Linked DNA regions of Mus musculus: region 1 is linked to region 2. The links are chromatin contacts, called in public promoter capture Hi-C maps. All regions are on one chromosome and are shown on one strand. The core of a region is the stretch at or near the end of the contact, and the rest is flanking DNA. Distances in the headings are between cores, read along the strand shown.

Region 1 (3,036 bases), core at 346-2,845, 360 kb after region 2:
GAGCCTCTATGGACAGTTCCTTGACAAGGCCAATTGCCTTTAATTCTTTTTAGGTGTGCTTTGTCACAGGTTGGGATGGGCCTTGAAAATACACATGAGCTACATCCCTAGCATGCCCTGTACAGTAAAATATGTTTGTGAACAGGTAAAGGATAATAATAGCTATAAAGGCTAACATACATGGAAATTATTTATATATCTATATCAATATCATACAGGTTCTGTGTAGAATAGGAATTAAAAAAATATTTTCACATGGCAAAAGGCAACTTGCCTGTCATTCCTGGATCAAAGTTGGAGGAAAGAGAGGGACAGTTTTATCAAAGCATGAACATTTTTTTGGTTTGATTTTTTTTTTTTTTTTTTGACAAGGTCTAGTAGCCTAGGCTGGCCCAGGACTCCTGGCACTCCTGCCTTAGCCTCTCTGGTGCTGGGATTATCTATGAGAACCACCACACTGGGCTTTGACATTTTCACAATAAGTGATACTCCTTCAAATATGGCAGTTCCCTAGAGACACGTGAAAACTGCCATCCTAGCTGGGCATTGTGGCTCAAACCTATGACCCCAACTTTGGGGAGAATGAGGCAGGATGTTTTCTACATGTTGAAGGCCAGCCTGAGCTATGTTATAAATTACAGATCAGCCTGGACTACATAGAAAGTAAGGCCTGGTTTTAAAAGAAGGAGAAAACAAACTGCTGCTCTAGTCACAAAGCTTTACCTATTCATAGACAGGATCTCTAACTCATTCTTTATCCTAAGCTAGCCTGAAGCTCACATCAATCCTCCTGCCTCAGCTTCTCAAGTGCTGAGATTAGGAGCATCAGCTACCACACCCAACAAGAGATACTGGGTCTGAAAGGACCCTTGGTTTTGGTGGTTTGGTTTTGTCTTAGGTATGCTGTCTGTATTCCTTATGGTGTTCAGCCTTTGAACCCAAATTCAGCTAATGTCCTAGTAGTGATCAGGGCTGGCTAGGAGTTCTTAAGGCCATTGTATTCAGTATCAAGCATGTGGCTAATTGTTTTTTCTTCATTAATTCAGTTCTATTTCTGTGCAGACCACTGGATTCTCACTGATCTGCCCCCACCGTGTGTGTGTGTGTGTGTGTGTGTGTGTGTGTGTGTGTGTGTGTGTGTAGCGGGATTGAAAATGTTGTCATTCAGGTTTCAGGTGCTTTCCAGAAACAAGAACTCTGGCACTTAAAACAATTGATTTAAAACACTAGACCGTAATGCCTTGGGGAGGTTCAGAAGAAAAGCTCTGAGCCCAAGCGAGTTTCTTTAGGAATGAAAAGGAGAAAGCGTGCCAGCCTGGGGCGGCCAAAGGAGCCGCAACAATGCAGCGCAGCGGCCCTTTTGGCTGAAAGGGGTCCAGGAGGGCCCGAAAGGTCCGCGCGCGCTGGCAGAGCTGGCCTTCTTCCTAGACCTTTCCGAGCAGCGTTCTGCCCCGCCCGACTCGGAGCTCGGCGACGTCCGGGGCCTAGGCCGGGCGGCCCGGGGCGCCCTCGACCGCGCACTAGGGGGTCCGTGGGGCGGGCCGCGCCGCGCCTTCGTTAGAGGGCGCTCAGGGGCGCCGCCGCTTCCTCCCGCCAACCCGCCCCGCCGGCCGGGGCGCACGCAGCCACCGGGCCCTGGGGAGCGAGCGAGTCTCCACGCCGCCCGGGACCTGGAGCCGGGAGGGCCGCGCCGCCGCTGCCGCCGCCGCCGCCTCCTTCCGCCGGCCATGCATTCTTCCGGCTCCCGCAGCCCGGGCTGGGTCCCGGCCTGCCCAAGGTAAACCTGGGGCGCGGCGGGCCGGGCCCGGGAGGCGCTGGGGGCGGGGAAGGGTGCCGTTGGTCGCGTGGCCTGTGGAGGAGGCGGCGGCGGCCCGAGGGCCGAGGGCGCGGTAGGCCCGGGGAGGAGGCGGAGGCGGGGGCGCGGGGCATCGCCCGCCTCCCCGGGACCCGCCCCGGTGACAGGTCCGGCCTCTGAGTCCCCACCGCGCCTCTGTCCGCAGGCAGCCGCGAGGGGACTAGGGCGCCCGCGCGCCCGCTCGCGCCGCGCCTCGGGCCGCCTGGGCCGCCGCAGCCGCGTCCATGACCGCGACCCCCGGGCCAGGGACTCCCGCCGCCGCCGCCGCCGCCGGCCCTCGGCCCTGTCGCCGCTCGCCGCTCGCGCCCACTGAGGTGAGCCCGCCGAGGAGGATACCTGGCCGAGGGGAGCCCTCTGTGGAGAGCCCGCTGAGGGGACCCGGCGGAGGAGAGCCCGCCGCGGCGACCCGGAGGCCGTCCGGCTCCTCACCTGAGGAAACCGCTGCCCGAGCCTCCTCAGCCGGGCGTCGCGGGCTCCACGGGCTCCGCATCCCTCGCCCCTCGGCTTCACCTTCTGGTCCCGCTCCCCTCCCCCTCCCCGCCGGCTTCCTCTCATCTTCCTCCTTCTCCTCCTCCTCCTTCCTGGGCCCCTCTCCTTTCCTTTCCCCTTCAGTGGCGAGGAAAAGCAAGCACCCCGCTCTTGCGGACGAGCCCTTGGGGGAGCCCCGGTAAAGGCATGGCCGGGCGTTTCAGGACCGGCGTGGCGGGACCTCCGGCCGGCGGGTCCTGGTCCGGGTCCAGGTCCGGGGCAGCGTGCGGAGACCGAGGGTCGCAGTGCGGGGCCGCCACCGGCTAGCGGGACGGTCTAGCGTTGGTTAACTGTGTTCCGCCGTGGCCCGTGCCCCGCAGAACGGCTCTCTTGACCTTGTGCGGCTCCTCCCTCCTCACTGTCCCCCTCTGGAATTTGCCCTCGAGATCGCCAGGCGGGCGAGCGAGCGAGCGAGCGAGCGCTGCATCTGGAGAGCGTAGACCCTCGCGTTTTCTTGTATTTTTGTGCTGGAGATTTCTGTGCTGCTGCCGCCGACTGCACCCATTTTTCCTTTTGAAATGATTTTTTCCTTTCATCCCCAGAAAGACAGGACCGACGCCAATGTAAGAATGGCCGTGACCGTGGAAGAAGCTCCGTGGCTGGGCTGGATTGTAGCGAAAGCCCTGATGAGATTTGCCTTCATGGTCGCCAAC
Region 2 (3,148 bases), core at 408-2,907:
TGTGGTTGCTGGGATTTGAACTCCTGACCTTCGGAAGAGCAGTCGGGTACTCTTACCCACTGAGCCATCTCACCAGCCCGCAACCCTGTGTTTTGTGTGGGTCGCCCAGGGCTATTCTGCAGAGGCCTAAAGGGAGCAGCCTCATTGGACTGCAACAATGGCCCTCCCTGGGATGCCCACTGCTTGAAAAGAGAGCAAAAATTACAGGCCACTGTATTACAAGGGAGTTTGTCCAGAGGTCATGGAGGCTGCTGTCACAGCAACAAAAAACCCCTGTGACCCTTCTAAACTGGTGTTTAGTTGAAACCATGTTACAGTCTCCCTGCCTTTCCCAGAACTGCTACTGCCATGGATTCTGAGATTTCCCGTTTTAGTTAAAACTAGCTTTAATGTTAAACTGTCCTAGAACACGGAGGGACAAGAAGCTTGGGATTTTATGAAAAGATCGGTTAGATGGCTAGACTCCTAATCCCTGGACCACAAGCAACCTAATTCTAATTAGAGTACATCCGTAAGTTATAATTCTCTAATATAAATATCTTCCAGAGACAAAAGAGCAAATGACATAAGGCAAAATACAAACATAGACTTTATTAAATGCTGCTCAATCCTCAGTAAAGATCTCTCATTATAAAACAGTTTTCCATACAACTGCAAGGCAAGAGGCTGGAATGGTACTGGTAACAACAGTGTGAAAAATACCTGACCAGGTAAAAACAGACAAAGCTTCTACATAGTCAGCTCTGAGGACACCTGCTGCAGTTCCTTTAAATAAAGCCAGGCAGTGACAGCTAGCAGTCTGCATCACACTGTGGGAGGGACCCAGAGCTCCACCCTGCAGGCAGGCAGGCCTGGGGACTGGCAGGGTGAGGACTGGGAAGGCCCTGCCTCCAGCCTTGGAGGAGAGGAATGAAGGAGGTGAGCCTCGGGTCCACCCGTGGCCTGTGCTGCTCCGCACACGCTCCGGGGAGCCGCTGCTGAAGGGGGGATTTGGGAACATCAGAATTTTGGTTTACTTCCCCCCCCCAACTTTAATACTTTGTGCTTCAGAAGCCTGGAAATGTCAGATGTTGTAAAACCCAGAGTATGGCAGTGTCTTTAATGAGGCTGGGCTCTTGTCCCCTGCCCACACCTCTCTAGGAGAGGTGAGGGAAGGGCAACCCCTCCGCTTATCTTACGAGGCTCTTTCCTCAGATGTACTCAAGGTGTGCAGCACCAAGGTGTGCAGCACGGTGAAAACACATGATAAAGGAAGTGTGCAGAGGACGGCTTCATCTGTGTGTGCAGCACAACCGGGCTCAAGTCGCAACACACGCTTGCCACTCCCACGATCACCTCACTCAACAGAGACAGTGACACAATCCATGATTAGACAGAGTTTACAATATACTGTGGCCGTGATACAGCACAGGGCTATGTTTTAGTCCATAATTCTTTCGCTTTTACGCTTGCCAGGAAAAACTGGCCTCCTAATTATATTATACTGATGAGGTCTGCTCTGAAGTTTTTATATATTCAAAAAAAAAAAAAAGTGTACAAAACGACCGCCCAGCAGGGGGAGCTGATCTTTATTTGGCACTGGTACTGCTGCGAATACTGTGCATGTTGTAAGCATTGTTCTGTTTCTCTAGAGCCTTCTTCAGCTGCAGCTCCTCTAGTTTTTTCCACAACTCTTCCCGTTCCAGTTCTTTCTTCTTCTCTCTGTAGAGAGATCAGCAGTTTTAATGGGAAGCTCAGGAAAGACACTGGTTGGTGGCTTTGTGGGGAGCGAGCATTACAATGCCCGTGGCTTCTGTGACACGCGTGGTATTACATGGCACTAATTCACCGTAGTCACTCGAGGCCTCTAGGTCAGCTACAGTTAACACTCAGGCCTCCTAGGGAGAGGTAGAAGCCCCACCCTTCCATACCAGCAGAAAGGCAATCTACCCACCCGTCAGTTTATGTTCAAACTGAGTGAGCTTTAAAACTAGATAAGTAAAGAAAGTACAGGCTGTAAAGGAGGGCTTTTATTTCTAGGTCTTGGTTCCCACACACCTCTCCTGCCTGTTGCTTTGTGGACTTGGATCCTGGTTCTAATTTCTACCTGAACCTTGTGAGGTTTTTGTTTGTGTCTTCCTGGCCTTAAAATCACAGAGCTCTGACTCGCTTCCTGACAGTGTGCTGACTTCAGATACCACTCTCTGATGATCCACAGCACCAGGACTATCAAGCTCTCGGGAAAAATCTTATGTCTCAGCTGAGATCAGGACGAACACGATCCGCACTTAAACCACAGTCTAACTGTTAGAGGAGGAAAGTCTTAACAAATTTATAAAAATACCGGGATTACTTTCCTGGACAATGGCTGTAGTGCTCAGAGGCTTCCAAATGATAATGCCTAACATATTCACCATAGATCCACCGACTAAGAGATGGACCTTTCTGAACTGAAGAACACAGAATTTTCAAAACTCATCAAGTACCTCTGTCTTTCGGCTTTGTAGGAACTAGTAAGGTCGTCAAAAAGCTTGCCGTTCATCTCCATGAGGGTTTTCAGCACATTGTACACCAGTGCTACAATAGTCCTGAAAGAAAGAGAAGACAGTTCTGGGTTAGAGGCCAGCAACACTGAATGCATAATTAATGCCAGATGCTAGAACTAAAGTGGAAACAGTCTAGTCTCACAGGCCAGAGATTCTAATGTTTACCCTCTTCCTATGTAGATACAATATTCTGGTTCTCTTCATGTGAGTTTTGTAGTCTCATCCTAGACCCTGGGTAGCAAGATAAAAATGTCACAGAAGTCGGAATGTCTGAATGCCATGTCTCCCTTTGGTCCTCAGTTCCTAGCTTGGGGAGGCCGGATACAGCTGGCTCAGCCGATGGCACTGGACCGCAAGCTGGTTAGACCATTTGCTGAGGAGCATCCATAGACAGCTTTATAAGGATAAGCAGTATCTACAACTATGACACTCACCTTCAGTATAGGTTACAGATCTGTCCAGGCTTCAACTAGCAAAGTAAAGACACGTGAAGTACACGCCTGTGATCTCAGCGCTGAGGCTGAGCCAAGAGTTCAAGGCTAGCCTGTGCTACTGAGACTGTATGTTAAATGGAACCCAACAACAACAGAAACTTACTGATTCCAGTGTTCTTTGGAAATTTT

Evidence for each region. Promoter capture Hi-C pulls out the DNA fragments that hold promoters and counts their contacts.
Region 1: a promoter capture Hi-C map of pre-B cells shows a contact between it and region 2, with 3 times the contacts expected there. The contact joins the promoter of Lpgat1 here to the enhancer-like site in region 2. A contact is called at or near these places in 7 of 39 promoter capture datasets (the 3T3-L1 cell line, the HPC-7 cell line, cranial neural crest and 4 more), 1 of 115 datasets of contacts at active chromatin or transcription factors (forebrain) and 3 of 9 other capture datasets (adipose tissue, embryonic stem cells and liver).

What each region holds. Positions count from the first base shown.
Region 1 is chr1:191,716,429-191,719,464 of GRCm38.p6, forward strand. Lpgat1 (lysophosphatidylglycerol acyltransferase 1) reads left to right here and starts at 1,596. Exons shown (of 8, transcript NM_172266.3): 1 at 1,596-1,777; 2 at 2,926-3,036. The coding sequence starts at 2,953.
Region 2 is chr1:191,351,409-191,354,556 of GRCm38.p6, forward strand. It overlaps Ppp2r5a (protein phosphatase 2, regulatory subunit B', alpha), which reads right to left. Exons shown (of 13, transcript NM_144880.4): 11 at 3,123-3,148; 12 at 2,466-2,567; 13 at 573-1,701. The coding sequence ends at 1,569. Among named protein-coding and RNA genes, the nearest start is that of Pacc1, 27 kb to the left of the region's middle. Within about 2 kb of position 1,658, at least 35 of the 459 cell types and tissues checked have an H3K27ac peak or open chromatin away from gene starts, as enhancers often do.